Regions from separate parts of the Ornithorhynchus anatinus genome. Here region 2 is linked to region 1. A link is a contact called in public Hi-C data. All regions are on one chromosome and are shown on one strand. Each heading gives the region's core, a stretch centred on a gene start, on an enhancer-like site or on the middle of the called end of the contact. The rest is flanking DNA. Distances are from core to core; before and after follow the strand shown.

Evidence for each region. Hi-C and Micro-C count contacts between places; a contact is called where the count stands out from the background.
Region 2: a contact with region 1 is called in a Hi-C map of liver, with 5 times the contacts expected there. The contact joins the promoter of DECR2 here to the promoter of CAPN15 in region 1. A contact is called at or near these places in 2 of 2 Hi-C or Micro-C datasets (fibroblasts and liver).

The regions. Positions count from the first base shown.
Region 1 is chr21:15,203,907-15,209,119 of mOrnAna1.pri.v4, forward strand. It overlaps CAPN15 (calpain-15), which reads right to left and starts at 2,365. Exons shown (of 12, transcript XM_029049301.1): 1 at 2,291-2,365.
Region 2 is chr21:15,357,568-15,362,780 of mOrnAna1.pri.v4, forward strand. DECR2 (peroxisomal 2,4-dienoyl-CoA reductase [(3E)-enoyl-CoA-producing]) reads right to left here and starts at 2,319. Exons shown (of 8, transcript XM_007663658.3): 1 at 2,109-2,319. The coding sequence starts at 2,197.

The sequences.
Region 1 (5,213 bases), core at 1,115-3,614:
CCCTCTTCCAGGGGAGATTGTCTCATTCAATAGTATTTATTGAGCGCTTACTATGTGCAGAGCACTGTACTAAGCGCTTGGAATGTACAATTCGGCAACAGACAGAGACAATCCCTGTCCACTGACGGCCTCACAGTCTAATTGGGGGAGACAGACAGACAAAAACAAGACAACTTAATCACGATAAATAGCATCAAGGGGATGTACACCTCACTAATTAAAAAAACAGGGCAATACCTGATACGGGGGAGCCTGCCTCCCAATCCAGGGGGAGACTCCCCCCGCATCCAATCCGGAGGGAGCCTGCCTCCCAATCCACACAGCCCAGCAGATGCTGGTGTCCAATAGGATTGGCCTCCAGAGGACGGACTCTCCTTCCACTGGACAACAGTTTGCAAGTGCGGGGGATCCAGGCCGCCCTCCGACCCCCCAAAATCTGCTAGAAGTGGCACGGTTTAGTGGACAGAGCAAGGCCCTGGGAATCAGAAGGTCGTGGGTTCTAATCCCGGCCCCGCCACTCGTCTGCTGTGACCTTGGGCAAGTCACTTCACTTCTCTGGGCTTCCGTTGCCTCATCTGTAAAATGGGGATTGAGACTGCGAGCCCCACAGGGGATAGAGATTGTGTCCAACTCAATCTGCCTGTATCCAGCCCTGCACTTAGTACACTGCCTGGCACATAGTAAGCGCTTAACAAATACCATCATCATAATCATCATCATTATTATTATTATGACAAGTAATTTCGGAGGCCCGGGGGTTGAGATAATGGGGTTCCTCTACCCAGCCGGAAACCAGGTCGCCGATCCAAACCTATATCGCACTCTTTCCCTCGCGGACCAGTCGAAGCCCCTCCACCGAGCAGACCTACCCAGACTTCCAGGAACGACCCCCAAATCTCCCCATTTCCGGGACACTGGAGGTGGAGTTGAGCACCCCTGTGTCAGCCACGCCGGGCCCGGACCGGAGCTGAGAGCGGGAATTAAAGTTCTTCTGGAGGCTGACGAGAGTGACCCCTCTCTAGGATCACAGGGCTCTGCCAGTCTGGTCAACCCGACTGTGCCCCTGACTTTGTGTCCCATCTCCCTGACTTGGAGGCTCACCCGGGCACCTCAGGGTTCATGCTGGACACCAGCCAGGCCCAGCACGAGGCTGGCCCGAGATCACGGCTGGCAGAGTTCGGGGCTGGGAAACGACAGAGTCCCGGGGGTTCCGCGGGGGACCTTGGCATCCCCGCCACCCCCACCCAGGGGGCTTCTCTGGGGGCTCTCGTCCCCACCCGCTCCCTCTCTGAGCTGTCCCGAGGGCGGAAGGGGAAACTAAGATCGGCCCAAGGAGGGGGAAGAGGGCGATGCCAGCAGACACGGGTCTTCCCTGCTGCCCTGGCCTGGCGGTCGGAAGGTCATGGGTTCTAATCCCCACTGAACCACCTAATAGTAATAACAATGACGGTGTTCGTTATGCGCTCGCTACATGCCAAGCACTGTTCTAACTGCTGGGGTAGATATAAGGTCATCGGTCTGTCCCACATGGGTTTCAAAGTCTTAATCCCCACTTTACAGATGAGGGGACTGAGGCCCGGGGAAGTTCAGTGACTTGCCCAAGGTCACCCAGCCGACGGGTGGCGGTGCAGGGATTAGAACCCACAACCCACCCGCCTGCTGGGTGACCTTGGGTAAGTCACTTCATTTCCTCGGGGCCTCAGTTCCCTCATCGGTAAAAGGGGGATTAAGAGGGTCAACCCCGTGCGGGACAGGGAAGGTCTCCAACCTAACTTGCGGCTCCCCCAGCGCTTAGAACAGTGCCCGGCACCCCGTAAACGCTTTCGGAGTACCCTAATTATTATGAATTATTACTGGCCCGGTCCTTCGGGGGTGGGGGGGGGTGCCCGTCCACTTGACCCTCCCCGCGAAAGGGCGGGGACCTCGACCACCTGCCCGCTGTGGGGCCTTGGGCAGGTCACTTAACTTGTCCGTGGCGCCTCCTCGGTGGAAACGGGGCCCCGCATGGGACAGGGGACTGGGTCCAACCCCCCTGGCTCGGATCGGCCCCAGCGCTCGGCACGGTGGCCGGCGACACGTTGGGCGCTTAAGAAATGCCCCCATTCTTGCGATTATTATTAATTGTCATCCTTCTCGGCCGGGCTGGGGTCGGCGGTCCTGCAGGATGGGGGTGGGGGGGGAGGACGACGAGCCCTCCCCCTCCCCCAGACACATGGACACACACACGCACGTACAGACAGACAGTCAGACGGACAGTCAGACGGACGGACGGACGGACGGACGGACTCACCTCCTCCGGCCGGCGCCTTCAGTGCAGTGCAGGGCCTTGCCCGGCCCGGCCCGGCCCGGCCCGGCCCGGGAGTCCAGAAGCCCGGGCTTACGCCGCCTCCGTAGCGTAGCCCTCCATAGGCGGCCCCGGCGGCTACGTTGAGCGGGCAGCGTAAGGGCCTCCGAGAATCGCCCGCGGAGACTACACGTCCCAGCAGGCCGCGGGGAGCCAGAGCGGAAGCTCGGACGGGAGCCGCCCCCCCGCCCCCGGGCCCGCTGGGAGTTGTAGTCCTCGGGGCCCCACGTCCTTGGGGAGCCCCGGCCCGGGGCCCTGACAGGTGGCGTGGACGGGGCACGGAGCCCCCGGATGACTTCCCGGGACTGGGGGGGGCTGGCGGGGCCGGGGATCTGGGAGAGAGGCGGCGCGGAACGTGGAGGTCTGGGCGGCGGGGGCGGGGGGGTGCAAACTACAACTCCCAGAATGCCCGGCGGGCGAGCGGGCCTCCCCAGGTGGAGGGGGCGGGAGGCGACGAGGCTCCCACAGCCGCCTCGGGCCGTGGCGGGAGGCGGGAGTTGGGGGCCCCCCCGCCCTTGTCTCGTCAGCCCCCTCCGCCGCGTCCCCTTGACCGGTCCTGAGCAGTCATTCAGTATTCATTCAATCGTATTCACTCCAAAACGAAACTGCTGCTCTTTTCCCTGCATCCTTAGGGAGGGCACTGCCCCCCCCCCCCGGCCTTCCCCGTCCCCCTCGCCGCCCCATCCCGGGCTCAGAGAAGCCCCTCGGGGTCAGCCCGTGACCGGCATCGCTCCCCTAGCTTGTGCTGACCACCCTCCCACCTGGGCCCCGGAGACTGTCACCCCAAATCCCACAGACCAGGCCTCACGGACACCCGGGGAGCCACCCCCAGACCCCCAAACACTGACACCCCGTCTCCCCCGTCGGCCGGTGCCTCCAGCCCCCCACCTCCACCTCCTCCATGTCAGCAGAGACCCCCCCCCACCCCACCCAGGCGGGGTCCGGGCCCTGTGGCGGAGGCGGAGGGCAAGGTTGATGAGTTTGCCCCCCAGCTTCCCCCGTGCAAGGGTGACTCAAGAAAGGAAGCGATGGCCCTGCCTCAGCTCCACACCCTCCACTCCCCACACCTGGTTCTGCTGGGCCCGGTGGGAGCGGCCTCGGCCTCCGAGAGGTCAACCCGTCCATCCCCCTGCTTCCAGAGCCTTCCCCAATCCCTCCCCGGCCTGCGTCCTGGCTTCAAGGGGGCTTTGGCGAGCACCCGCGCATACACGTGCACCTATAGGTTGGGGAATTCCCAATGACTTCACCTTACCCAGCGGCTCCAGCAAAGAGGTGGGGGAATGAATCAAGTTCGGGTTGGTTCCCGCTTCTCTCGTCCCGCAACCCCGCTCCGGGGTGCCGAACCTAACCCCGATCCCCTCGCCGGGCGTGGAGATGTGCCCGGGTGTCCCGATGCACAGCTGGGCCCCGGGACCTCAGAGCAGGAGCTGTGGGCTTCCCTTCCGGTCACCCCCATTGCCCTGCCCTTCTATCTTCTGAACCGTAGCCCCACTGGTTGCGGGGGAATAACCCAAGACGTCGTGGAGCCCAAGACCCCGACCGCATCATCTTTACTGCTGTGGAATAACTTGTGTTCCACCCTCCACCCCTGCTATCACCCTCCAGGTCATGAGAAGCAGTAAGGCAGTGTGCACAGAGCACAGCCATGAGTCAGAAGGTCATGGGTTCTAATCCTGGCTCCACGTGTCTGCAGTGTGACCTTGGGTAAGTCACTTTACTTCTCTGGGCCTCAGTTACCTTACCTGTAAAATGGGGATTGAGACTGTGAACCCCACCCAGTGCAGGGACTACGTCTAACCCGGTTTGCATGTATCCTCCTCAGTTCTTAATATAGTTCCCGGTACATAGTAAGTGCTTAACCAATACCATAATAATTATCATTATCCCACTGGTTTGCGGATTGGTCCTTGCTAGGTCACTGGATGGAGAGACAGGGATGGAGAGGGGGGAGTCAGGAGTGGTGGATGATCTTTGTTGGGTCACTGGGGGAGAGTCAAGGATTGAGAGGGGAGAGTGAAGGGTGGTGGATAGTTCGAGCTGGGTCACTGGGGAAAGGTCGGGACTGTTGTATGGTCTGTGCTGGGTCACTTGGGGAGAGTCATGGGTGTCGGAGGGTCCAAGCAGGGTCAAGGATGGAGTCAGGGGTGGAGGATGGTCTGTGCTGGGTCACTAGAGAATCAGGGGTAGGATATGATTCAACCCTCACCAGGTCACCATTCCAACAGGTGCCCCCTGTTGCCGTAGGAGGCTGCGTCCTGACCCGAACAGACTGAAAGGCTGACCCAGAAGGCGCTGGTGTTCGGGAGAGATTTCACTTTGACAATACCAGAATTTTTCCAATCGGCAGGATCTGGAGACCGTGAGTATGCCAACTGGGTTCTAGTTCCGAGGCTGGTGGGGTGGGGGTCCGGGGGGACAATGGGATGCTGTGAGGACAACACTGGATGGGGGAGGGGGATATAGGGACCTCTTCAAGGTCAACTTTCAACTGAGGAGTCTCAGTTTTGTTTCCCAAAGAATGACTGAGTGGAGGGAGAAGTGAACACCCATGACAGTGTGATCCAGGAGGCAGTGTGGCCCTATGGAAAGGGCCCAGACCTGGGAGTTCTGAGGACCCAGATTCTAATCTCAACTCCACTACTTTTTTTTAATGGTATTTTTAAGCGCTTATTATGTGTCAAGCACTGTTCTAAGCGCTGGGTTAGCTACAACTAATTAGGCTGGATATAGTCCCTTTCTCCACATGGGGCTCCCAGCCTAAATGGGAAGGAGAATAGGTACTGAATCCCCATGTTGCAGTTGAAGAAACTGAGTCATAGAGAAGCGAAGTGACTTGTCCAAGGCCACAGAACTGACAAGTGGCAGATCT
Region 2 (5,213 bases), core at 1,069-3,568, 150 kb after region 1:
CAATCCATCAAACAACCAGTGATATTTACTGAGCGCATACCGTATGCAGATAATTGCACTAAGTGCTTGGGAGAGTCCGATACTACAGAGTTTGTAGACCCCTTCCCTACTCACAAGGAGCTTACGGCCTAGACGGGGAGACAGACCTGAAAATAAATTACGGACATGAACATAAGTGCTGGGAAGCTGAGGGAGGAGTGGCTACCAAGAGTTAAATGGGCCAGATCCAAGTGCGGGTACAGGAGATGAAGGTTTAGTTGGAAAGGCCTCTTGGAAGAGATGTGCTTTTAATAAGGTTTTAAAGGAGGGGAGAGCATTTTAACAAATACCAATAAACCTCCCCCCACAAAAAAACAAAAAAAGGACTGTCAGCAAAACCAAGGTGAGAGAGCGTTTCCAGGAAAAGAGGGCGGTTCACAGTGTCGAAAGCAGCTGATAGGTCAAACAGGATTGTGACAGAGCTGAGACTTGGTGAGGACAAGAGGGCAGTTTTTGTGAAGTTCAGGGGGCAGAAGTTGGATGGTAGCAGGTAAAGGAAGGACTTAAAGGAGAGGAAATGGAGGCAGCGGGTGCAAAAAACTGGTCTATAATCCTATTTATTTATATTGATGCTACTGATGCCTGTTTACTTGTTTTGATGCCTGTCTCCCCCCTTCTAGACTGTGAGCCCATTGTGGGCAAGGATTGTCTCTGTTGCAGAATTGTACTTTCCAAGCATTCAGTACAGTGCTCTGCACCCAGTAAGTGCTCAAGAAATACGACTGAATGAATGGTTTGAGGAGCTGGACAGGAATGATAGGAAGATGAAGGGCTGATAGGTGGAGCGTGCCGTGGAGTCCAGAGAAGGTTTTTCAGGGTCAAGCACTTCATCAGTTGTATTTATTGAGCGGTTCCGGTGTTCAGAGGACTGCACTAAACGCTTGAGAAAGTACAAAACAAGACAGTTGGTAGACACAATCCCTCCCCTGACCTTGAGCTAGTCACTGTATTTCTCCATGCCTCAGTTTCCTCATTTGGATTGGGAGCCCCGTGTGTGTCCCACCTGATTATCTTGTATTAATCCCAGCGCTTAGTAGAGTGCTTACACCTAGTAAGGGTTGAAGGGATTCCAGTGCAATTATTATTATGTCACCTCACCTCTCTGCATTTCAGGTTCTTCATTTGAAAAATGGAGATAAGCAGATTGTAAGTCCCATGGGCAGCAAGGTCTGGGTCCTGTCTGATGATCTTGATCTTATATCTACCCCAGGACTTAGCACATGGTTAAGTGCTGAGTACTTCTGAGCGCCTTCTGTGTGCAAAGCGTTATACCGGGCGGCTGGTTGTGAGCAGGAGACGTCTACTAACTCTGTTGTACTCTCCCTAACGCTTCGCACAGCACTCTTTACACAGTAAACGCTCAACCGATACGATTGATTTATTGAACACCCGAAGTCCCATTCCGGGAGGGGGAATCAAGGGCGAGGTTGGGCCAGGAAGGGCCGGAGCCTTGGGGAAGTCACTTAACTTCTCTGTGCCTCTGTTACCTCGTCTGTAAAATGGGGATTAAGGCCATGAGTCCTATGCGGCACCGAGCCTGTGTCCAACCCGATGTGTTTGTAATAATAATATTTGTTAAGCGCTATGTGCCAAGCACTATTCTAAGCGCTGACGTAAATACAGGCTAATCAGGTTGTCCCACGTGGGGCTCAGGGTCTTAATCCCCATTTTACAGATGAGGTAATAGTAATAATGCCGGTATTTGCTAATCTCGTTTACTATGTGCCAAACACTGTTCTAAGCACTGGGGGGGATACAAGGTGATCAGGCTGTCCCCCGTGGGGCTCACAGTCTTAATCCCCATTTTACAGGTGAGGGAACTGAGGCCCAAAGAAGTGAACTGGCTTTCCCAAAGTCTCACAGCAGACAAGTGGCGGGGCGGGGATTAGCACCCACGACCTCTGACCCCCAGGCCCGGGCTCTTTTCACTGAGCCAGGCTGCTTCTCTTATACCCACCCCAGCGCCTGGTACAGTGCCCGGCGCCTAGGAAGCGCCTAACAAGTAGCATGATTAGTATTAAGTGGGTCGGAGGGCAGGGGAGGGAGGGGGGGACCCGTTCCGGTCTCACCGGAGGATGTCCGGGCTGAAGAGGCACGAATATTCCTGCAGGCAGTCATCGGTGGCCACGTCCGGCGGCGGCGGAGAGGAGCCAGCCATCGTGAGTGATCCGGCCAGCCTCCCTTGGGCACTGACGGGGCAGCGAAACCTCGGCCGGTCCTGTCCTCGGCTCGACTCGGTTCGATTCGGCTCGGCTCGATTCGGCTCAGCTCGGCTCGGCTCGGGCCGGCCGCGGGGCCTGACGGGAATTGTAGTCTCGACTGACACCATCGCCAGGGGCGCAGGCGCGATGCGGCGCCCAACCCGAAGACCGCTTGGCGCGCAACTCTTCATTCATTCATTCATTCGTTCATTCATTCATTCATTCATTCGATCGTATTTAGTGAGCGTTTACTGTGTGCAGAGCACTGTCCTAAGCGCTTGGAATGGACAATTCGGCAACAGAGATAATCCTTCCAGTCCAGGAGGGAGAACAGAATCTCCGTTTTGCGTTTTAGGAAACTGAGGCAGAGAGAGTCAAGTGACTTGCCAAAGGTCACACAGTAGACAAGTGTCAGAGATAGAATTAGAAGCCAGGGCCATGTTCTTTCCACTAGCCTCCTGCTCTTTCAACTAGGCTGTAAGTTCCTTGTGGTCAGGGAACGTTTCTGCCAATCTATTGTATTATACTCAGCATGGCTCAATGGAAAGAGCCTGGGCTTTGGAGTCAGTGGTCATGGGTTCGAATCCCTGCTCTGCCACTTATCAGCTGTGTGACTGTGGGCAAGTCACTTCACTAATCTGGGCCTCAGCTCCCTCATCTGTAAAATGGGGATTAACTGTGAGCTTCACGTGGGACGACCTGATTACCCTGTATCTACCCCAGCGCTTAGAACAGTGCTCTGCAAATAGTAAGCACTTAACAAATACCAACATTATTATTATTATTACTCTCCCAAGAGCTTAGAGCAGTGCTCTGCACATAGGAAGTGCTCGGCACATACCATTCACAATGATGATGACTACACAACGCTGCCTTAAAGTTTCCTTTTGATGGAGAGTTGGATGGGCAGCCATTGTGAGTTTTTCAAGCACTTTAATACCTTGATATTCACTTCACCCTTGGCACTTAAGTGCACATCGTAATTTAAGGTCTGTCTCCCCCCTAGACTCCAAGCCCCTTGAGGAACATGACTATCAACTATGTTATACTGACGCTCGTGTTTAGGACAGTGCTCTGTGCACGGTAAGTGCTCAATAAGTACCATGTAATTTTTTGATAGACTGTACTGAACGTTCTTGTAAGATTGATCTGGCAACAAAGTGAGGTCTGGATTGGTGTGAAACTGAAAAAGGTCACTGAGGAGGCTGATGCAGGGAGTCAATACAGGATATGAGAAGTCCTTGTACCAGTGAAGTCTGACCTGCTGAGTGATGAGTAAATCACTGAACTTTTCTCTTGTGGCCTCATCTGTAAAATGGGGAGTTCATACAACTTCGGGGATAACTCCCAAATCTAGCTCTACAGTTCTGACCTCTCTCCCCCTGCAGTCTCATATTTCCTTCTGCCTTCAGGACATCTCTACTTGTATGTTCTGCCAACATTTCAAACGTAACATATCCCAAACACAACACCTTACCTTTCCACTCAAACCCTGCCCTCTCCCTGACTTTAGTTCTCCCTTCATATGCGACAGACCACCACTTTCAAAACCCTCCCGAAACCACACCTCCAAGAGGCTTTGCTAAACCGTAATTCCCCCCACCCACACTCCCCTGTGCCTGGCTGCGCATCCCGTAACTACTTTGATACTCAGCCCCTCCCCACAGCATTCACGTACACATGAAGCAGCAGCCCAGGCCTGGGAATCCGATCACCTAAGGTTCTACTTCTACCACTTTTTCCTATGTGACCTTGGGGAAGTCACTTCACCTTTCTGTTCCTCACTTCCCTCGTCTGTAAAATGGGGATTCGGTGCTTGTCCTCTCTTCTACTTAAGACCGTGAGCCTCACGTGGGTTGTGATGTCACTTAGTACGGGGCTTTAACATATAGTATGATCATCAAATGCCGTGGAACCATTTCTGATTCATGGCGACTCGGTGGATACATGGATACCTATTACATAGTGGGTCCTCAACCACATAGTAGGTGCGTAAATACCACACATCATATCCTTACTCTCCCCCTTATCTCTCTTAATGTCTCTGCCCCCCTGTAGTCTGTAGTCTCCTTGTGGCCAGAGATCACAACTGCCACCTCTGTTGTACTGTAGTCTCCAAAGCTCTTATTACAGTGCTTTGCACACAACAAGTGCTTGACAGATATCACTGATTGATGCCATTTGCCTGATTGGGAAGTCCTAAAGGCAGGAGGAAATGCAAGATTGCAGGCTGGAGAGGTAGATACGGGAATCTTCCAGGTAGAGTTGGCAGCCCGGGAGCGTATGAGCTCCCCAAAGGAGTGGATGTAGATGGAGAATAGAAACCGGAGAAAGGGACTGAGGAGCAGCCAGAAGGGTTGCAGGTCCAGGAGAGGTCGGTATTTGTCACACCAAAGTTTGATAGTGTATGCAGGAGAAGGAGAAGGTCCACAGTGGCAAAGACAGATGAGAGGTCAAGGAGAATTAGGATAGAGAAGCTGAGAAGCAGCATGGCTTAGTGGATATTCATTCGATTGTACCTATTGAGCCCGTACTGTGTACTGTGTGCAGAGCACCGTACTAAGTGCTTGGAATACAGAGTTCGGCAACAGAAAGAGATAATCCCTGCCCAACAAAAGGTTTATAGTCTTAAAAGGAGGAGACAGACAGCAAAACAATGGGCCTGGGAGTCAGAAGGTCATGGCTTCTAATCCCAGCTCCACCACAAGGAGTCACTTCACTTCTCTTTGCCTGTTACCTTATCTGTCAAATGGGGATAGAGACTGAGAGCCCCAGGTGGGACAGGTACCAGTGCCCCACGGGATTTGCCTGCATCTACCCCAGCGTTTAGTATGGTGCCTGGCACAATAAGTGCTTAACAAATACCATAATTATTATTAGTCAAGTCCAGTGGATTTGGTAAGGAGGAGGTCATTGGTGATTTTGGGGAGAGAGCAGTTACCATGGAGGGAATAGAAGCCAAAGTGCAGAGGT